Regions from separate parts of the Mus musculus genome. Here all the other regions are linked to region 3. Evidence: chromatin contacts called from public ChIA-PET and HiChIP or PLAC-seq data. All regions are on one chromosome and are shown on one strand. Each heading gives the region's core, a stretch centred on a gene start, on an enhancer-like site or on the middle of the called end of the contact. The rest is flanking DNA. Distances are from core to core; before and after follow the strand shown. Region 1 has its middle 11 kb from the start of Gm51292. Region 2 overlaps Babam2 (BRISC and BRCA1 A complex member 2). Region 3 overlaps Babam2 (BRISC and BRCA1 A complex member 2).

Region 1 (2,700 bases), core at 173-2,672, 190 kb after region 3:
AATGAACCCCAACTGCTGTTGGTGGTGGTACCGAAGACTGACTGGTGAGAGGAGACACTGGCTGGAGATGGGTCAGAGAGCTATCAAGGATGTTTGTGGGCAGCAGGGGCCACTTCTGAATGGCTCCTGACATCCAACAATGGCTTGAGACAGCACCCTGGGAGTCTGGCCCTACAGCCAGTCAACAATGTGGATGTGCCTGCTCCAGATGAGTTGTAGAATCCTCGCCAAGGATGGAGCCACCCTGCCTGGTTTCCTCCCAGGCTGTCCTGGAGACCACCCACATGGACTCTATCTGCTTGGCTTAAGCTAAACCCACTGTCTCCAAGTTGTACAGGTCTTCTTCTCTGGACTGCTAAGCCCCAACAGCTGACCATGGCACGCATCAGGGCCACAGGGAGAGAGGCAGGAGAATAAATTGGAGCAGAAGATACTGACACAGCTCCCGCTTGGACTGGCTCCCGTGAACACTGGCCTCTGAAAGAAGGCCTGCCAGAACTGAGGCCTAGCGCTGCTTTGACCTGCTCTGACCTGTGTCTCCCTGGATCATCTGTCGCAATGGTAACATATCACCAGCATCAAGAGTTCCACTCCTAGCTAGTAGCTCAAGCTGAGCCCATGCCTCCCCCTCCCCCTGCTCTCCAGTCTACATCCCACCTACCATCCCACCCAGGTCCTATCCAGAGCTCTGGATCTCCTGCATTCTGCCCTTCACACATGCACACATCTTTCTGGAATACGCCTCCTTTTGCATATTCTGAGTCCCTGGTCCCTTGTGGTCAGGACCTGATTCCAATCCTAGTTGGCTAGTTTCTGACAGCTGAAGCCTTATTAAAGAGGAGAAATAAAGGCCAATTATTGGATTGCTCTGAGAATGAGCTGTGCATGACTTGATGACTTGGTGAGTCTGGGGCTGGTCACACTGGGATATTCAGCAAGGAGAGTGATCATGTACAGATGTTACCATGGCAGTGGTCACTGCTCCTGTCATTATCTCTGAACAGATGCAGTTCTCTGGAGACTTGGGAAAGGGAGGCTGAGAGCTGTACTCTCCAGACTTAGGTGTCTTCCAGTCTCTTTCTGTAGGAGGTGGCCAAAGGCCCAGGACCCTACCCCCAGAACCCTGAGGTGGCCAAGGGTAACACTCCAGCTCTTCAGGTTAGGACTCTGGGTGCTGATGCCCCCATGAAGGTTTCTCATGGGCATGTCGAACCCTCATGTTTAGAGCATCCTATGCTAACCTTCTACAAACTAGGGGCCAGGCAGCCTTCCCTTCGGGCATTCCAGATCACCTGCATCAGGGCGGAGTCTGAGGATCCTTTTCCTTATCCCACAGCCCCAAATGTCTTCTCTGAACCTTCCACCCTGAGTCAGAGATGGCATTGCTTCCCCGAAGCCAGCTGAAACTTTGAGCTCTTGGCCTCTTCTGGTTCATCTAGAGGAAGGGAAATGATGTCATGAGGTAAACCGCAAGGCTGGGTGCTCTGGTGAGCTTTGCTTTTCAGCAAAAGTCATTTTGTTGAAATACAGAAGGCACAGAGAGTCTGTGTCCTTCTGGTTAGAGGCAGGCAGGGACGGCAACTAGATTTTTAACATGAAACTCTGAGGAGGAAGGTGTTCCCAGACGTGCTAGCCGCAGAGGCCAGGCTCGGCAGACAAATGGATGGTGTGGGATCTTTGGTTTTCTGTGTGGCAAGTCACCTGCCAAGCAGGGATGCCTAGGGGATGCAGTATGTACAAGTTCCCCAGTGGACCTCTGTAGAATTCAAGATCATGTTTGCCATGGCGTAAGAGGGGTGACAAGAATGACAAACTGGACAACACACGCTGTCAATGACTCTTGCCATCTCTCCATGACCTCCTGAGATGGGACCCCACGCACCAGTGAGCAGCAGGAGGCTGGTGGCTCCCCGGTCTGGGCTTTCAACTCTCCACAAAAAGCTTATTTGGCACCAGGCTGCAGGTGACAGCTTGAGTCCTGTGTGACTGGCTCCCACTTTGAGCTCCAGTTCCCATCTGCTACCTGTCCCCCAAGAGAAGTCTGCTGCCCTTGGCAAACCTGGCCTTTTTAACCTTCAAATGCTCTGCCTCATGGGTGTATTTCTTCTTGTTAATTCTTTACTTTTATAAGATAAACAGCCTGTGGTAAAATCCTCCAATATTAGAGCATGAAGGACTATCTAGACCCCATACCCAAGTCCTGCCCCTTACTGATAGCTGGAGCCACAGAAAGAAAAGGATGTAGCCAGGACCACATAGCAAGAGAAGACAGGGCTCTTCCATTGCTGTGGGGTCTCCCTCCCCATCACCGCTACTAGCTTCTTGTCCATCTCTTTAGTCCGTGTCCTTACTTCCTGTCCTTAGTCTGTGTCCTTACTCCATCTCTTTACTCCATGTCCTTAGTTCAACTCTTTACTCCATCTCCTTATTCCATCTCCTTACTCCATCTCCTTACTCCGTTTCCTTACTCCATCACCTTACTCCGTTTCCTTACTCCATCACCTTACTCCGTTTCCTTACTCCATCTCCTTACTCCATCTCCTTACTCCATCACCTTACTCCGTTTCCTTACTCCATCACCTTACTCCATCTCCTTACTCCATCACCTTACTCCATTTCCTTACTCCATGTCCTTATTCCATCTCCTTAGCCCATGTCTCCTTACTCCATGTCCTTATTAATCTCCATACTCCACCTCCT
Region 2 (2,700 bases), core at 41-2,540, 190 kb before region 3:
AAGTAAAAAAAAAAAAAAAAAAAAAAAGTAAGAATGAAAAAAGATGTACCACTTAAAATGCCTACTTAGTAATAGTTTTTTTTAAGGTAGGAATGGCTAATATCCCCACTGCTGTCAAAACCCATTGTTAGCCCTTACTCTAGTGTTCTGGGCATGGGGTATGTGAACAAGAGTTAGAAATGTTAATGGCCTGCAAGGACCAGAGTGATAATATAAGTAAGGAAAGCAGATGGAGTATGGCAGATTCTTAGAACACACAGTCTCTGTGGAAACTCCTTCTATTGACTCAGAGAGTGGAAGTCAGCCATTTTACATCTTTTTTTTTTTTTAAATCAGTTTTAAATGTTGTCTATCTTTCCAAAATTAAGGATATTTGTTATTCAGGTAAATTGAGTCTGTGTAAAGAGTAGCCTGAGTTTTTGCACTGTGGGCTTCCATCACTGCCTGGATGGTGTACGAGGTACATGCTTGGGCTGCAGGCCAGCATCCATAGCATCTGTCTATGCTGTATTAGCCCTTCTCTGTCACCATCACAGCACTGAACCTCTTGCCTACTGTGAAAGTGATAATAGCTTTGCTTTGTTAGTGTCAGTAATTGCACTTGGCATTTTCTTTCTTAAACCTAGCCTTGTGAACAGGGTATTAAAATCTACCTATTTGTAAAAAAGAGGAATAAAAAATGTGGTTATTAAAGATCAGATGGATGGATGAGGGAGATGGCACAAGCCATACTGTGCTTTCAAGGTAAAAGGACCTGGGTTTAATCCCCAAATTTACACAGAGAAAGGCTTGGCAGGGGCAGATGCTTATAATTCCAGTGTGGGGACACAGAGACAAGAAGGTACCTGGGGCTTAGGATGAACACACACACACACACACACACACACACACACACACACACACACACAATATGATGGGTGGAATGGGTAGATAAACTCTTTTTGGAGTAGTGACTGTGTGTTTTACCATCATTAACTGGGAGGTACCACATCTCGATACTCTCTAGATTGCTTTGTATTAATTTACCAAGTGCAACGTTAAATGAGACATTCAGTCCAAGGTCATTTGTTACCCTTGCATTATTAGACCATTCTCAGGAAACCACAAAAGTACAAAATAGTGACAGGATTAGATTGCTACTTTTTTTTTTTTTCCAAAAAGAAATTACTAACTAAATTGAACAGAAATGATCCAAGTAAGTCACTGGTAGATGAAGTGGAGATAGTGCTGAGGTTACACACAGAAGGAAGCACTGTCCCATGTTTCCCCCTCCTACTCCTTTTTTCTGAGTAAACCATTATAGTTTTAAGAAATGGTTTCAGTTTAGTTCTTTTGAGGATTCCCAGTTCTCTCAGTACTACACTGCCTCTTTCCTGACTGGCCAGCTATAGATGTTATCTTTTGACTTCCTGCCCTCTTATAGGGGCATCAGCCTATTTTCACCATCCCCCTTACCTCTCTCTTCCTCTTTAATAAAACCACATCACTGCTATTGGTTCCCGAGTTCTTTACCTTGTAGCTTAAACCTTTGTTCTTTTTTCTTGTGCTGGGGATCAAATTTCAGGGCCTTACAAAGGTTAGAGACAAACTTTCCCAAGGAACAAGTCCATGACAACCCCTTCCATACCTCCCCTCCAGGGTCACTTTTAACACTGTATCATACAATTCAATGAACAGTCCCCCAGAGTTCTTGATAAGTGCATGACTCAGCTTTGTTATCAGCTAGGACGATCTCTGTGCAGTCGTGATGGATATTTCATCTATCTGGAGTCCTATGAACCACAGATAATGTCTTTTGGCTTCACACTTCACAGGATAAGATTAGCCTCTGCTTCTTTCTTTTTCTCTTGCATTTTCCTGCACTGTTTTTATGTGTCTTCTGTTTTCCCCTTTGCATTCTTAAGATTAATAATTTGTTGTCTATAATTGTTTCCAGGGCATTGTTCATAAATTACACAGTGGCTTGATAGGCCTGCTTCTGCATTAAATATCATTAGATTTTACCTTCTTTTGTGGGCCTAATAGTAACAATTCTGTACATTACTGGATGGTTTTTTAGGAAACTGGCTACTTGCTTAGGTTATTGGAAACCAGGCTCAAATAACTTCCCCAGATTTTTGTTCTTCTCTCTTCTGTATCTTGGCCCAACATTTTTTTATTACCTCCATTAAAATTAGGTATCTTTCTTAAGGTCTTTCTTCCTTTTTGTTTCCCTTTCAGATATCTTGTTCTTACTGTATGACTGCAGTATCTGTTACAGTCTTTCAAATAACAAAAATTGGAGATCTAAAATACTTCTGGGACCAATGAGATGATTCAGCAGTTAAAGGTGCTTGCTGACAAGCCTAACAACCTGAATTCAATCCCTGCAATCTACCTGGTTAGAAGGAGAGAACTGTTCTAGTTTCCTTTCGATTGCTGTGATAAAACACTGTGACCAAAGCCTTCCTGGATCAGTTAATAATCAAGACAGTCCTCTACAGGCATGCACACAGGCCAGTCTCCTTCTAGGCAATTCCTCAGCCAAGGCTCCTCTCAGATGACTCTAGGGTGCAATTAAAACTAGCCAAGAGGTTGAAGAGATGGCTCAGCAGTTAAGAAAACAAACTGTTTTGTTCTTGTAGAGAACCCTGAGTTTGGTCCCTAGAACCCATGTCAGGCAGCACACAGCTGTCTGCAAGTTCAGTTCCATGAGATCTG
Region 3 (2,700 bases), core at 95-2,594:
TGCCAGACCCAAGGAGGACGTGGAAGGGGGAGGAGTAAACTAGAGGGCTTGGATTTGCAATTGTTTAAACTAAATGCATTTAAAAGTCAAAAAAATACATGAGGACTGTAGTCTGTATTCTACAGTGAACTAAAAATTTACTAAAGTACTACAATAGTAAACAATAATGCCAATATGAAGACTATGTTATATTTGAGCAGAGGAATAGGTATGCATGTGTGTGTACCTTCGTGTGTGTGGCTACACATGTGTGTGTCTGCGCTTGATAGCACTAATGAGTTCCTCTGTTTCATACTTTAAGTGCTCTTATGGTGAGTTTGAATAGTTTACACTGAGTTTAAAAGATACACAAATGCTACTTCTTAAAGCAGTTCTGCAGCTTCGATTGTTGATCTAGAAGTTGTGGAGCTTGAGGAGTCATCCATTCAGTTCTGACAGCAACCTTGAGCTGTGCCTGGCAAGTGGTGGTCAGTACTATTGATATCTGGACAGTTAGACTCTAGCAATGCTGACCTGGGCCAAGGGATCTCCTTGGCCTTAGTGGTAATAGTTAAGTGTTTTCCAAGGTGGGCCTAGGCATTTTAAATGTGACATTACAATTAATGAAACAAGAAGAAGAGACAAGAAGCTGGTGGGATGCCGTAGGGGGAGCTGGGGGATAGATGTGCTGAGTGGGTATGAGCAATATATAGTGTAAAAATGTATGGAACTTTCAAAGAGCGAAAAGTGCAATTTAAGAAGTAAAAATCAGATTGGAACTAATTTACTATCCATTTAGAATCATACTGACTGCCCTACTGTTTGAAAGAATCCCCATTCTACTGTGCTAATAGGTGATACCTTGTGAGGCTAGTGAGCATTCGGTAACTGTGACGTTTCAGTGCCTTAGTCTCTACCTAGTCCCCAACCTCTGCACCGTTGGCTGTTTGGGTTGAATCCCTAGTTTTATTTGGGAGGAAGGGTTTTCTCTTCTACTACTTGAAAGTCAGTTGCATCCTTGGCTTCTACACACTGGACATCAGTAGCAACTGCCAGGCTGGAGAATCAGCAGTATAGGACTTGCTTTGCGTGAGGACAGTAGAAAGCATGGGGCAGTGGCAGGAACACCTTCCACGGAATATCAGTCTATGATCATCAATCTTTAGGAAGCCCTCAGGGCCTATTTTTATCTAGGCTCAGGTTTCACAAACCCTACACTCAAGCTTTGCACTTTTCATGAGTAAAGGCTACCGCCCCTACACAATTCACAGCAATTCAAAATTAAAGAAAGCCTTGCACCCGCAGCACTGCCTGGTTATCATGTATCCAACTCCCCTAGCTCCAGGCCCTCAGTGCTCAGAGGTGCCTGTCTGTCTGCCCACTTCCTGCCCTCCTCTGCTCTCAAGAGGAAGCCGCAACTTACCAAGTGCTGTCATTTGAAAGTGTGTTTCTTGGTTTTAGCCGTCATCATTTTGTTACTTTTCATTACTGCTGCTGAAGGTCAAGTTTCCAAGTCAGGTCTCTGTTTTCTGTTTATTTGTTTTGTTTGTTTGGGGGTTTTCATGTTTACATTTTAAAGCTCCCTTTGATAGCATTATCAGCAACTTATTTTGAAAGATTTTGTCTTGAAGATCAATAGCCACAAAGCCCAATTTACCTTTACCCACATTCTCAGTCTTTGGGAAATAAGTGGAGAGCCTGTACTCATGGCAGCCTTTGAAACTCTCTTCTATCTTAGAGAGTTGTTGGTGCCAGAAGTGTAGCTCAGTGCTGAGAGTGCCTACCTACCCCAGAAATGGAAGCTGTTCTCATTTTGACAAGTCGTTTTTAAAACTTTATGTCATTGTCTTAGGGTTTTACTGCTGTGAACAGACACCATGACCAAGTCAAGTCTTATTAAAAAAAAAAAAAAACATCATTTAATTGGTGCTGGCTTACAGGATCAGAGGTTCAGTCCATTATCATCAAGGTGGGAGCATGGCAGCATCCAGGCAGGCAAGGCACAGGCAGAGCTGAGAGTTCTACGTCTTCATACAAAGGCTGCTAGTGGAAGACTGACTTCCAGGCAACTAGGGTCAGAGTCTTAAGCCCATGCCCACAGTGACACACCTACTCCAACAAGGTCACACCTATTCCAACAAGGCCACACCTCCAAATGGTGCCACTTCCTGGTCCAAGAATATACAAACCACCATAGTCATGTTCGCATTTAAGGTGGTTAAAATATTTAGGTTTTTTGCTTCTCCCCCTGAATTATTATTTTTAAAGGAATACAAACAAAAAGAAACATGTTAACATTTTAAACTTAGTCCCATTGGGAAGTTTTCGTGGCAGTACGTTGCATTTCTCAACATGGATACTGTGCTCACTTTGGCTTGTGGTTCTGTTATGTAGTGCAGGACCCTTCACATCACTTACCCTTGTCTGCTAAATGTCCAGTACAGTTTTAGATGTCCCATCAATGGCTCCTGTCACCTCACTTGAGGAAAATATAAGTAATCGTTTTTGTTTTGTTTTAGTTCCAGTGGGAAAGTGGCTACCTTTTTAGGTTATTTAACAAGCTTATTTCTATTTATAGAAGAGATTTCTAGGGTGATCCTAGAAACACCCTAAGCTTACTCTGGTTGGCTGGCCCGTTACTTTCAGGGTGAGATTTTTCGCCTTGGAGGGCTGTGTGTGGAACCTATAACATGAGCTTATGTTGGCAGTTCCAGATTTGCC

The links. ChIA-PET counts read pairs in DNA pulled down with a chosen protein or histone mark. HiChIP or PLAC-seq counts read pairs in DNA pulled down with a chosen protein or histone mark.
Region 1: an RNA polymerase II ChIA-PET map of memory CD8 T cells shows a contact between it and region 3, with 44 read pairs. The contact joins two enhancer-like sites. A contact is called at or near these places in 1 of 484 Hi-C or Micro-C datasets (nephron progenitors) and 2 of 115 datasets of contacts at active chromatin or transcription factors (effector CD8 T cells and memory CD8 T cells).
Region 2: a contact with region 3 is called in a BATF HiChIP or PLAC-seq map of CD8 T cells, with 10 read pairs. The contact joins two enhancer-like sites. A contact is called at or near these places in 1 of 15 datasets of contacts at CTCF or cohesin (the NIH/3T3 cell line), 4 of 484 Hi-C or Micro-C datasets (bone marrow-derived macrophages, group 2 innate lymphoid cells, nephron progenitors and 1 more) and 2 of 115 datasets of contacts at active chromatin or transcription factors (CD8 T cells and memory CD8 T cells).

The regions. Positions count from the first base shown.
Region 1 is chr5:32,102,864-32,105,563 of GRCm38.p6, forward strand. No RefSeq gene overlaps it. Among named protein-coding and RNA genes, the nearest start is that of Gm51292, 11 kb to the left of the region's middle. Within about 2 kb of position 1,423, at least 91 of the 459 cell types and tissues checked have an H3K27ac peak or open chromatin away from gene starts, as enhancers often do. A contact at or near this core is called in effector CD8 T cells and memory CD8 T cells, where this site is marked.
Region 2 is chr5:31,731,446-31,734,145 of GRCm38.p6, forward strand. The region is part of intron 3 of Babam2 (BRISC and BRCA1 A complex member 2); the gene reads left to right. Among named protein-coding and RNA genes, the nearest start is that of Babam2, 35 kb to the left of the region's middle. Within about 2 kb of position 1,291, at least 35 of the 459 cell types and tissues checked have an H3K27ac peak or open chromatin away from gene starts, as enhancers often do. A contact at or near this core is called in CD8 T cells and group 2 innate lymphoid cells, where this site is marked.
Region 3 is chr5:31,917,402-31,920,101 of GRCm38.p6, forward strand. All of the region lies in intron 7 of Babam2 (BRISC and BRCA1 A complex member 2), which reads left to right. Among named protein-coding and RNA genes, the nearest start is that of Gm52770, 80 kb to the right of the region's middle. Within about 2 kb of position 1,345, at least 50 of the 459 cell types and tissues checked have an H3K27ac peak or open chromatin away from gene starts, as enhancers often do. A contact at or near this core is called in CD8 T cells, effector CD8 T cells, group 2 innate lymphoid cells and 1 more, where this site is marked.